3 separate regions of the Hordeum vulgare genome follow, and all the other regions are linked to region 2. Evidence: chromatin contacts called from public Hi-C data. All regions are on one chromosome and are shown on one strand. The core of a region is the stretch at or near the end of the contact, and the rest is flanking DNA. Distances in the headings are between cores, read along the strand shown. Region 1 holds the start of LOC123440783 (receptor-like protein kinase FERONIA). Region 2 holds the start of LOC123440794 (protein DEHYDRATION-INDUCED 19 homolog 2). Region 3 holds the start of LOC123440818 (lysophospholipid acyltransferase LPEAT1-like).

The links. Hi-C and Micro-C count contacts between places; a contact is called where the count stands out from the background.
Region 1: a contact with region 2 is called in a Hi-C map of seedling, with 4 times the contacts expected there. The contact joins the promoter of LOC123440783 here to the promoter of LOC123440794 in region 2. A contact is called at or near these places in 4 of 6 Hi-C or Micro-C datasets (leaf and seedling) and 1 of 1 datasets of contacts at active chromatin or transcription factors (embryo).
Region 3: a Hi-C map of seedling shows a contact between it and region 2, with 3 times the contacts expected there. The contact joins the promoter of LOC123440818 here to the promoter of LOC123440794 in region 2. A contact is called at or near these places in 4 of 6 Hi-C or Micro-C datasets (leaf and seedling).

The regions. Positions count from the first base shown.
Region 1 is chr1H:406,802,562-406,805,983 of MorexV3_pseudomolecules_assembly, reverse strand. LOC123440783 (receptor-like protein kinase FERONIA) reads left to right here and starts at 1,565. Exons shown (of 1, transcript XM_045117334.1): 1 at 1,565-3,422. The coding sequence starts at 1,815.
Region 2 is chr1H:407,046,991-407,050,365 of MorexV3_pseudomolecules_assembly, reverse strand. LOC123440794 (protein DEHYDRATION-INDUCED 19 homolog 2) reads right to left here and starts at 1,523. Exons shown (of 5, transcript XM_045117350.1): 1 at 1,237-1,523; 2 at 990-1,147. The coding sequence starts at 1,327.
Region 3 is chr1H:407,198,339-407,202,131 of MorexV3_pseudomolecules_assembly, reverse strand. It overlaps LOC123440818 (lysophospholipid acyltransferase LPEAT1-like), which reads right to left and starts at 2,196. Exons shown (of 8, transcript XM_045117368.1): 1 at 1,430-2,196; 2 at 1-5. The coding sequence starts at 1,903.

The DNA of each region.
Region 1 (3,422 bases), core at 316-2,815, 240 kb after region 2:
GGGGCGGACACCGAGGGACGCGCGCGTCCGCTTCGTTTCCGCGTCGACGCATTTCACACACAAATTTAGGTCGGAAATGGATCCGCACGGACGCAAAACGGACGCGTTTTGGCAATGGGTCGACGCGGACTGACCCAAACGAACGCGGATTTTTTCACTGTTTTAACCTTTTTTCTAAACATGAGCACAAAATGAACCAGATTTGAAACCATTTCACGATCTGACCCTTTTAGAAACGCCACAAGTCATGGCGTTGCTGCCCCACTATGCAACGCCTGTCTACCGTGACGTTGCTGCCCTACAGTGATACGCCTGTCTACCGTGACGTTTTTTTTTTTTGCAACGCCAGTCTACCGTGGCGTTGCAGACCCACTGTGAAACGTCAACAGTGTTGGCGTTGCTGCCCTACAGTGACACGCCTGTCTACCGTGGCGTTTTTTTTTGTTGCAACGCCAGTCTAATGTGGCGTTGCAGGCCGATTGTGAAACGCCAACAGTGCTGGCGTTGCAGACCCACTATGGACGCAGCGACGACATCCAGCCAACCCACGGCATGCTGCCAGCAACATGTGTGTTATTGAAACGCCATGGACCATGGCGTTTCACTCGTGGCCTGCAACGCCACATTAGACTGGCGTTTGAGTGGGTCTGCAACGCCACATTAGACTGGCGTTTCTATGTACGTCTGCAACGCCACGGGCTCTGGCGTTTCAAAAAAGGTCGGATCGTGAAATGGTTTCAATCAGAGTTCATTCCGTGAAATACTTTCATCCCATGGGTCAAAATCGTGAAAAAATCCAACGAACGCCAACGGATAAAATGAATCGCCCCATTAAAATTGCTCTTAGGGCATGACCAACGCTCCAGCTTGGACCGCTGCCCCGTTGATCCACGTTGGAGGACCTGCTGACGTGGAGGAGAAAGGGAAAAAGACTGATGCTTGCAGATCGAGACGGGATCTTGCAGAAGAGGCTGCTTCCTCACCGTAATAAAGTGTTAGAAAGGTAAAAAAAAGAAAGGAAAGAGCGAAAGAGAACGGGAAGACGGCGGTAGAACTGGAAAAGGCACAAGCGGGAAAGGACGTGGGGCACCCGAGGTGATGCTGCTTCGGTTGGACAGAAACTATTCATACGATGGCCCCGCAGTTTTTTTTCATGCGTGAAGGTTGAAACCACAACATTCTAGCGCCTCCATAGTTTATGCCCTTATGTCCTTTCAATGACTACATTGCAGTAAAAATTACCTTTACGAATAAATAGGAAATACGTACCTTTACAAGAAAAAGGGTCATTGTCATCATCTTGACAGTCGAGATGGGAACGCAGGCGCTGCGCAGGTCAAACCGTCAAAATGACCGGGATCTCTTGACGAGACGGTGCACGTCGCGACCCCTAACCCATGTTAGCGGGGCCCACACCTGCCCTCCTCCTCCCGCCGCGTCGCCCTCTCGCTTTCTCTCGGCACTGATTGCGCCGACCCCGTCGCTGGTGGGTCCCCTCGCCCCGTTGCCCCGTTCCGTGTTGGCTCGGCTGGCTCACAGCTTGCATTTGGCAGCGGCAGCAGCCTTCCTCAGCCGCGCCCCCTGCTGGCTGGCCACCGCGTCCTCCACCACTGACCCCCCCCGCTTAATGCCGCGCCCGTAGTCCCCGAAACCACTCCCACCTTCTTCCTCGACCCCTCTCTCCTCCCCACCACCACCGCGGCCGCCATCTCCCGCACCCGCACGCAAATCTGCCCCAGATCGGCGCCGGGAGAGCCGTTTGATGGGCGATCTGTGAGCCGCGAGCTAACGCAGAGCTACACGCAGCTCGCGCCATGAGAGGAGGCCCGAGATGCGCGCTCCTCCTGCTGCTCCTCGCCGCTTGCGCGGCGCTCGTCCCCGCGGCGTGGGCGCAGGGAGGGGGCGACGCGCCCGCGCCCGCGGCCCCGTTCGTGCCGCGGGACGACATCCTGCTCGACTGCGGCGCCACGGGGAAGGGGGACGACACGGACGGCCGGCAGTGGGCCGGCGACGCCGGCTCCAAGTACGCGCCGCCGAACCTCGCCTCGGCCGCCGCGGGGGCGCAGGACCCCTCGGTGCCGCAGGTGCCCTACCTCACCGCGCGGGTCTCCGCGGCGCCCTTCACCTACTCCTTCCCGCTCGGCCCCGGCCGCAAGTTCCTCCGCCTGCACTTCTACCCGGCCAACTACTCCGACCGGAACGCCGCCGACGCCTTCTTCTCCGTCTCCGTCCCGGCCGCCAAGGTCACGCTCCTCTCCAACTTCAGCGCCTACCAGACCACAACGGCGCTCAACTTCGCCTACATCGTCCGGGAGTTCTCCGTCAACGTCACCGGCCCGACCCTCGACCTCACCTTCACCCCGGAGAAGGCCCGCCGCAACGCCTACGCCTTCATCAACGGCATCGAGGTCGTCTCCTCCCCAGATCTCTTTGACCTCGCCACACCCTTCTTCGTCACCGGCGACGCCAACAACCAGCCATTCCCGATGGATCCCGGTGCTGCTCTGCAGACCATGTACCGGCTCAACGTCGGAGGCCAGGCGATCTCCCCCTCCAAGGACTCCGGCGGGGCTCGGTCGTGGGACGACGACACGCCTTACATTTACGGTGCAGGGGCTGGGGTATCCTACCCGAACGATCCCAATATCACAATCACCTACCCCGACAATGTGCCGGGATATGTGGCGCCTCTGGATGTCTATGCCACGGCGCGATCAATGGGGCCTGACAAGGATGTGAACTTGGCCTACAATCTCACCTGGATAGTGCAGGTGGATGCTGGGTTCACATACCTTGTGAGGCTCCATTTCTGTGAGATACAATCCCCAATTACGCTGCCCAATCAGCGGGTGTTCAACATCTACCTCAACAACCAGACTGCCCAGACAGGGGCTGATGTGATCCAGTGGGTGGATCCCAAAAGTATTGGTACTCCAGTGTACAAGGACTATGTGGTCAGCACCGTGGGTTCAGGGATTATGGATTTCTGGGTGGCTCTACATCCGGATACAGGGAACAAGCCACAGTACTATGATGCCATTCTCAATGGGCTGGAGGTGTTCAAGCTGCAACTTAGTAATGGGAGCCTCGCGGGGCCCAACCCTGTCCCAAGTGCTGATCCACCGGTGCATACCGGGCAAGGAAAGAAGAGCTCACTAGTCGGGCCTATTGCTGGTGGAGTAATTGGAGGTTTGGCACTGCTTGCACTTGGATATTGCTGCCTCATTTGCAAGAGGCGGAGGAAAACGGCCAAGGATACCGGCATGAGTGATGGCCATTCTGGTTGGCTGCCGTTGTCGCTGTATGGCAATTCACACACTTCAAGCTCAGACAAGTCGCATGCTACTGGGAGTATTGCTTCATCTTTGCCATCGAACCTATGCCGCCATTTCTCCTTTGCAGAGATCAAGGCTGCAACGAAG
Region 2 (3,375 bases), core at 274-2,773:
TCCACATTTTTTAACTGGTTGGTCAAAGATATATGCACAGCTTATATTTTAGACCGATTGAGCTATATGCTAAGAATTTTATCACAGTTGATGGTTATTGTTCAGAAGTTACCGCTTCACACTTTCATCGCTAATATTAAATGAAGTGAGGAATTTCACTGATGTCATGATTATTTGATGCACAGTCTAAAATTTAAATCAACAAACCTACATTTGACTTTTATTTCCTCCATTCAGATTAGTGTCTAAAGCTTTGAGCATATACTCCACTTTCATCCTAGACTCGCCACTGTGTACAGCCAATCTTATTTACCAGCCATAACACAAAACTGTTGCAGCTAGTTGCAACGCTTTCACTCTAGAATTAACAATATCTAATACTCCTCTAACCCAAGGGAACTACATTCCAAAAACCAAACTGACCAAAGGAAAACAAATATTTAGCTAACACAACAGATAAAAGAACCCATGTGAATTTCAAAATTCAGAACGACGGTACTTCCCAAGAATCATAATCACTAAGAGTCCAGCACATAAAGACTCCTGTAGGAACGCCAGAGGCCACCACTTCCCGCATTTTCAACCAGCGCCACCATAAAAAGGCTCTCCTTCAAAGGAGCTGGTTCCTAAAATGTTCCAACGCAATCACCCAAAAGGGAACGTGATCTCTACATTTCCGTCGCGAACTACCGAAGACAAACAAGAATTCTCCAGCAGAACATTCAAGAATCTCATCTCTTGAGCAATCTGCAAAGCAATAAACCTATCCCATACCAAAATTACAAGAACAATGGATTTTCCCAAGCACTAGAACGTAGGGGTTCCTTAATTGCACCATTATCAACATTTCCGTCCTCAAGCGCGACACATCCCTAACAGTATTTGGCGTAAAACGTCCCATTTCGGCTAAATTATCTCTAAGGCTCAAACGGGACCCGACGGAGCGAATCGCAAGAAGGCGAATTAGAAGATAGGGCGAGGCGGCATACCCCGCTCTTGGCCTCGACGGCGTGCTCGTCGTCGATGTGGCAGCAGAGGCCTACGAAATCGAAATCCTCGCCGCAAAAGGGGCAGTTGTAGGCCTCCGCCCCGCGCGCCTCCACCTCGTCCCCGCCGGCGTCCGCGTCGTCAAACCCCATGTACAGATCTGGCGAGCCACCGTAGCCAATCGCGCATCAGCCCCAAACGCCGAACCAAAGAAAGACGAAACCAGCCGATCGATCGATGGATCGTTACCGTAGCGGGACTGCAGGCGCCTCGCGGCTGCGGCGGCGGCGGCGGAGGAGGAGGTGGAGGAGGAGCGGCCCCACGCGTCGCCGGAATCCATGGCGGGATTGGACGACGAAACCCTAGCCTCGCCTCTCTCTCTCCTTTCCCCTTTCCGGAGGTGTTTGGTGGATTTCTTTTGGCTTTCCAGGCTTTTCTTTTCTGTCCGCTCTCCTCTTTCCACTGCTTGGGTGTGCGCGCGAGCGAGCGAGCGTGCGGTGTCTGTTGGCCGTTTGCTCGGGTGTGGGTCGGTGCGTGTGAGTGATTGGAAGGAAGGAATTATGGGGACGGAAAGGTGGGAGGAGGGTGGTGGGTAGTGGTTGCCTGCACTTGGTCTACGGTGAGTCACTGCTATTTGCAGGGTGGGCCGTCGCTGTCAGTGGTGTATGTTTTTGGTGAGATGCTTCTCACTCACGCCAACTCTAGCGCGACCCCATCCGAACGTCCGTTTGGTCCGGATTCTGTCCGTTTGGTACGACAATAGGGTTGTACATGTTTAGATCGGTCCGTGGCCGGGTTGTTGTGTCCAACGCGTGACCGCACCCCAAATCATACAGGACGGACATGCATTTAAAAAAAATAGAACAAACAAAAAATGCGAGAAAAATATAAATAGAACGCATACATTAATAAAAACATTGTTTAACGGCCCCTCGACCCACAGTCCTTAATTAACATAATTTAAAAAAACTGATAAAATGTGTCGTCCCGCGCTGCTGTCGTGCCCGTCGCCGTCTTCAGGCGTCGTCGTTGTCTTCATCGTCGCCAGTGAGGTTGATGTCAGGCGGCATCATCCAGAGGTGGGCCGACGGCCCCTGGAAGGTTGGCGGCGCTGGCGACGCCTGCACCACCTCCCCGCGCGGCGATGACTTGCGCTCCGGTGACCGCAACGGCTTGGGACACCAAGGCTCAGCTCCCACTCCCTCAGCCATCTCCGTGGTCGTGCACGACCACGAAGAGCGCTCGGCCACCAGATTCGGAGGGAACGCGTCCACTGGCTGCTCCTCGTGCACCTCCTTCACCGTCACGGGCTGCTCCGCCGGGATGGCCATGTCGCCGTCCGCAGAGAGGGCCATCATCTCCTCTGGCCCCACCCACTCGCGCTCATCGTACGTGTTCATGGAATCTTCCATGACACGCTGGACGAGTCGGGCCTCCTCCTCTTCGGTCATGCGGGGAGGTGGTGGTGGCGACGGAGAGGGCGACGGCGACGGGGAGGGCGTCAGGCCGCGCACCCACGTACGCCCGCGCACCTGGGAAGGGCTCGGAGGGCGCGCACGGCGCTCTGTATGTGCCCGCCGCGGGCTGTTGTGTTCGCCGGCAAAATAGGACGTGCGCCGCACGTCGTGCTCATCACGGAACCAAGTGCCCCACAGGGGGAATCCACGGTGTACCTCGGGTCGTAGTAGAGGTCATCGGGGAGGCGGCGGCGGCGTTGGATCTCGTCGCGGCGGGCACGGTCGCTCATTGGCACCGGCGGGATCGGCACCCGATCGGCGGACGGGTGCCAGTTGTTCGGCAAGTGGATGTCGATCCAGGGGAGCGGCGTCCTTGTATCCCAATAGCGGCGGCACACATCCGCATGGACGTACTGCCGGGAGCGCGCTGGGGCGCCCGGAGGGGCAATGGAGAAGGCTACCGGAGCACGCCGTGGCAGAGGAGGAGAACGGCGTGGCTCGCTCGCGGCGCGGCGGCCGCCGGACGAAGACCCAGCCTCGTGGTCATGCGCCCCTTCCTATTGCCGTCGGTGCTCCACCACCCCATTGTTGTCGGTGGCCGGAGACCTCGAGGGACGGGGGAGAAAGCTAGGGTTTTGGTGTCGGTCCCGAGGAGGCACGTGGAGTGGAGTGGGCGCGTGCAGTGTGCCGTTCCACGGCTTAAAGAAGGACGACGACCGCCCGCGTGAGTGGATGACAGGCGGGGCCTACCAGACGTGAGCAGTAAACACGGGCGGTGGGAGGTAGGTGGCCGCCTGCCACGCGTCCCAGACGCGGACGAGAGGAGGCTTGAGTGCGTCCGCTCGCTGTCTGCGAGGACCCAAATCAGGCACATGTTTGTGTCGGAAATCACTACTGGAATTCATAATTTTGCCGTTTGCCTGGCCTTTGC
Region 3 (3,793 bases), core at 947-3,446, 150 kb before region 2:
TTGCCCTGAAAGAAATGAAGTGCCAGTTGGATATTACGATAGACACAAAAGCAGTGGCATGCAATACTCCGTTATTAAAGAAGGTTAGGTAAACTATCGAACAGACTGTTAACCTTATACGTACAGATACTCCATACTTAGCCATCTATTATCAGTCATCGTAACAATGTAACATTATATATATATTTTGTAAGAAAGTATGTTAAATGTAGCATTATGGAACAAAGCCCGAGCATTCACAATCTGCATCCATCTTAAATAGGGAACAAATTTAATATGGCGTATGCACTGGCGGAGCTTAAGCAAGGCCAGATGGGCCATGGCCCGCCCATTATATAGCCAAAACATTAAAGAGTATAGGTAAATTTGGGCCTTTTGAGAGAGAGAAAAAAGTGTTTTCTTCAGCATGGGCCACCTTGGCCCGCCAAACAATTTTTGGCAAGCTCCGCCACTGGGCGTATGTAATTCAGAATGAACACTAAACATTAGTTCAAATTCATAGTTCACTGACTAAAAAGGTAATGTGTCACTTCTTTTTTCTCAAACATGCGTCATTTTGTGTTAGAAGAAACATCAAGAAGGTGCAAGAGACATAAGGCCAAGTGGCCTGACACGGAAAAGAAAAGCACAACAAATCAAAACAAACCCAAGGCCTAAAAAGGGAAGAGCTGTACAAAGTCAAAAACTGCTATGCCCTCGCCTGAGTGGCCGACGCCACCACGTCTGCTTGCACATAACTGTCTGGAGATAAAGTGGGATACAGGAAAATGTTTCACTATCTCGAACGGTCTTATTTTCGCTTGCTGGGAAGATGACAGAGGACCTTGAACAAAGCTATGAGTGAATACTACCTTAAATAACAAACAGGTTCAACACAGTATAGTTGCATCCTATTATTTGATCTACGGATTTTAACCCCATGATCACCAATAGTTCTCCAATAGTGCAAACATTTGCACCAGAAGGAATAATCCTCATGCATCATTCATGAGTGTAAACAGCAAGCAAGTATTCACAAAGTATATTGATGAAGGCATGCTAGGCTTACAGGATGGGCATATGCACTGATCAAATTTAAGCAAGTGCATATGCTACATTTTGATCCAGTCCAAGGAAGCCGGGGGTTCAAGTTAGCCGCAAGGGAACACCAATCTACCTGCTAGGACTCAACAAGACATGCTCTCCTCAGATAGGCAGCACGCAGCAGAGACGTTCCCCGAAATGTGTATTTCCAACTCCGTCAGACTAGACAAGCACCACAACCATGATTCCATGAACAACTAGGTCCCACACATAACGAGCTCTCACAGCATCCAGTTCTACCATTGCAGAGGTATCAAGCAAGCAGGCAACAGGTAGTAGGCACGCTGGGCTGCGCCTTGCATACAGAAATACTAGAAAATAGGAAGTACTAGTTCACAATTGCTACCTCGGCATCACGGAAGCGGCGGTCGTGCTCGCGGATCCAGTAGAAGCCAAAGACGAAGAGCATGGCACGTGAGAGAGCGCGGCCGCACCGCACGACGCACGCCCGCCTCCATCCCTGGAGCCGCGCGTACCCCTCGCCCTCGCCCCCCGCCCGCTCCTCCTCCACCCACAGCGTGCACACGCGGCACACGAGGTAGTAGGCGACGAGCACGAGCACGCCGGCCACGACCCGGAGCGGGAGGAGCACGGCCGCGGCCACGGCCGTCCGCGCCGCCTCCGCCGCCCCGAGGGGGCCGCGGCCCATCGGGCCGTACGCGTCCCGCCGCGCGTACGGAGCGTACCTCCGGTCCAGCTCCGCGAGGCTCTCCTGCGCCGCCGGTGCAGCCGCGGAGGGGCGCGGCTTGGCTGCGACCTCCCCCTCGCCGCGGATGCTGCTGCCGAGCTCGGAGGGCGCGGTGGCGGCGTCGACGGCCATGGTGGCGGAGACGGAGGGAGAAGCTTAGACCTAGCGCTAGCGGTAGCCTTAGCACCTAGACCTAGGTCTGCATGACGGGGAGAGAAGCACCGAGGTGGAGGTGGAGGTGGGGATGGGAAGAGATTGATGGCGGTCGACTGGTCGGTCGTGGGCCGGGGAGGAGGCGGAGGAGGACCACGGCGGGGCGGGGATGGGGGGGGGGGGGGGGGGGGGACGGGAGAAAGAGCGTGGGATCTGGATCGGACGGCTCAGGACCTGCGGGAGCACTACGACTTTGCGTGGACGACTCGAACTAGCCTGGCCAAGCTCAACAAAATACACGCAAATGTTGACGTGCGGTCGGCTGCAATGACAGAATCCACCACGCGTCCGTTTCGATCCAATCCGTGACGGCGAACCAGCTTCTGTTTTCTGGATTATTATTCTTTTTACATGTTGAACGGTTTATTGGATTGCTCTGGCGTTTCTCGAAGGCTTGGTGGATTATACTGGAACTGACATGAGTACGAAGTAAACAGAAAAAAAAAAAAATCTTATTATACATGTTCGCTTTTTATATGGCATCAGTAAACAACTTATATTCACCCGAAAAAAAGGTAAAAAAGACATATTGTTTGTGTCTGTTTAGGGTGCATCTAAATGTGTCATTATTATTGCATATCTAAATGGTTTAATTTAAACATAAAAAATAAAAAATAAACACTACATTAATCTTCACGTAAAATTAAAGTCATAGAATTCAAGTTTATTATACTTAGAACGCATTTAGATGTGATTTAGCTAAATCGAATGTTTTTCTATAATTTGGTGTTCACCACTATGATTCTTCGATTCATGCCGTCCTGTTAACATCATCTCACCCTTTTTCATTTGTTTTATTAGTAGGAAAGATAGTAGAAGATGCTCTTGAATAATCTCAATCAAAATATGATTAACTTTTGGTAGGTTGTGTACTGGTGCAAATAATCTGCGATTTAGTCGGGAAGTAAAAATTAACACCGGCATAGAATGACTAAGAGCATCTACAAACGGGTTTCCTATACACTTAAAAAGTCTGTTCCGTTATTGTCTGATCAAAAATAACTAAACACTTTATTTTGTTTCTATCGACACTTCTCAAATATGTTTGAAATATAAGGTCAATAATGTTGGAACACGTCATCAGGATCCCCACGGCGTGGCTAACGGCCTGCCCGAGTCCTTCTCCTCCACGACCGCATGCGCTGCATGCCCGGCTCACGTCCGTTGTGGCTCTCCCCCACGATTCCCTCACCTCTCTGTAACTGTATATATATACCCCTTGAGGGATGGAATACAATGTGTGGTGATTGCTCCATTATTTAACTTGGTATCAGAGCCTTTGATCCTCCGCTTCCGCCATGAATCATCTCCTACGCCGCACTCGCTCAGCTGATCTTCACACTCCTCCTGCTGCCACCCGCTCGGCTAGCCTCGCCACACCTCCAGCCCCCATCCCCGCTCGCGCTCCTCCCACCACCGATCGGGGCAAGCAGCCCCTTGCCGAGCCCTCTTCCTCAACCCCCGGGCCGCCCGCCGCCCCCAGCGCCGCCCTCCTTCGTCCTCCCGCGGTGGCCCTGCGCACCGCCGGCAGCGAGCTCGTCCCTCCCCCGGTGGCCCTGCGTACCGCCGGCAACGAGCTGGTCCCGCACCTCACCCTCGGCGCCCCAGGCGCCACCACACCCAATGCCGGCCCCTCCACCGCCAACAGCCTCCCTGCCTCCATCTCTCACCATTTTTCCCGCAAGCTCGAGATGGAGACCGGCAACTACTCCAAGTGGCGCCAACTGTTCTACTTCATCTGTTGCCGCCACAACGTCCAGCACCACCTCGACGTCGCTACGGCCCCGCTCCAACAAGCGCCGTGTGGCG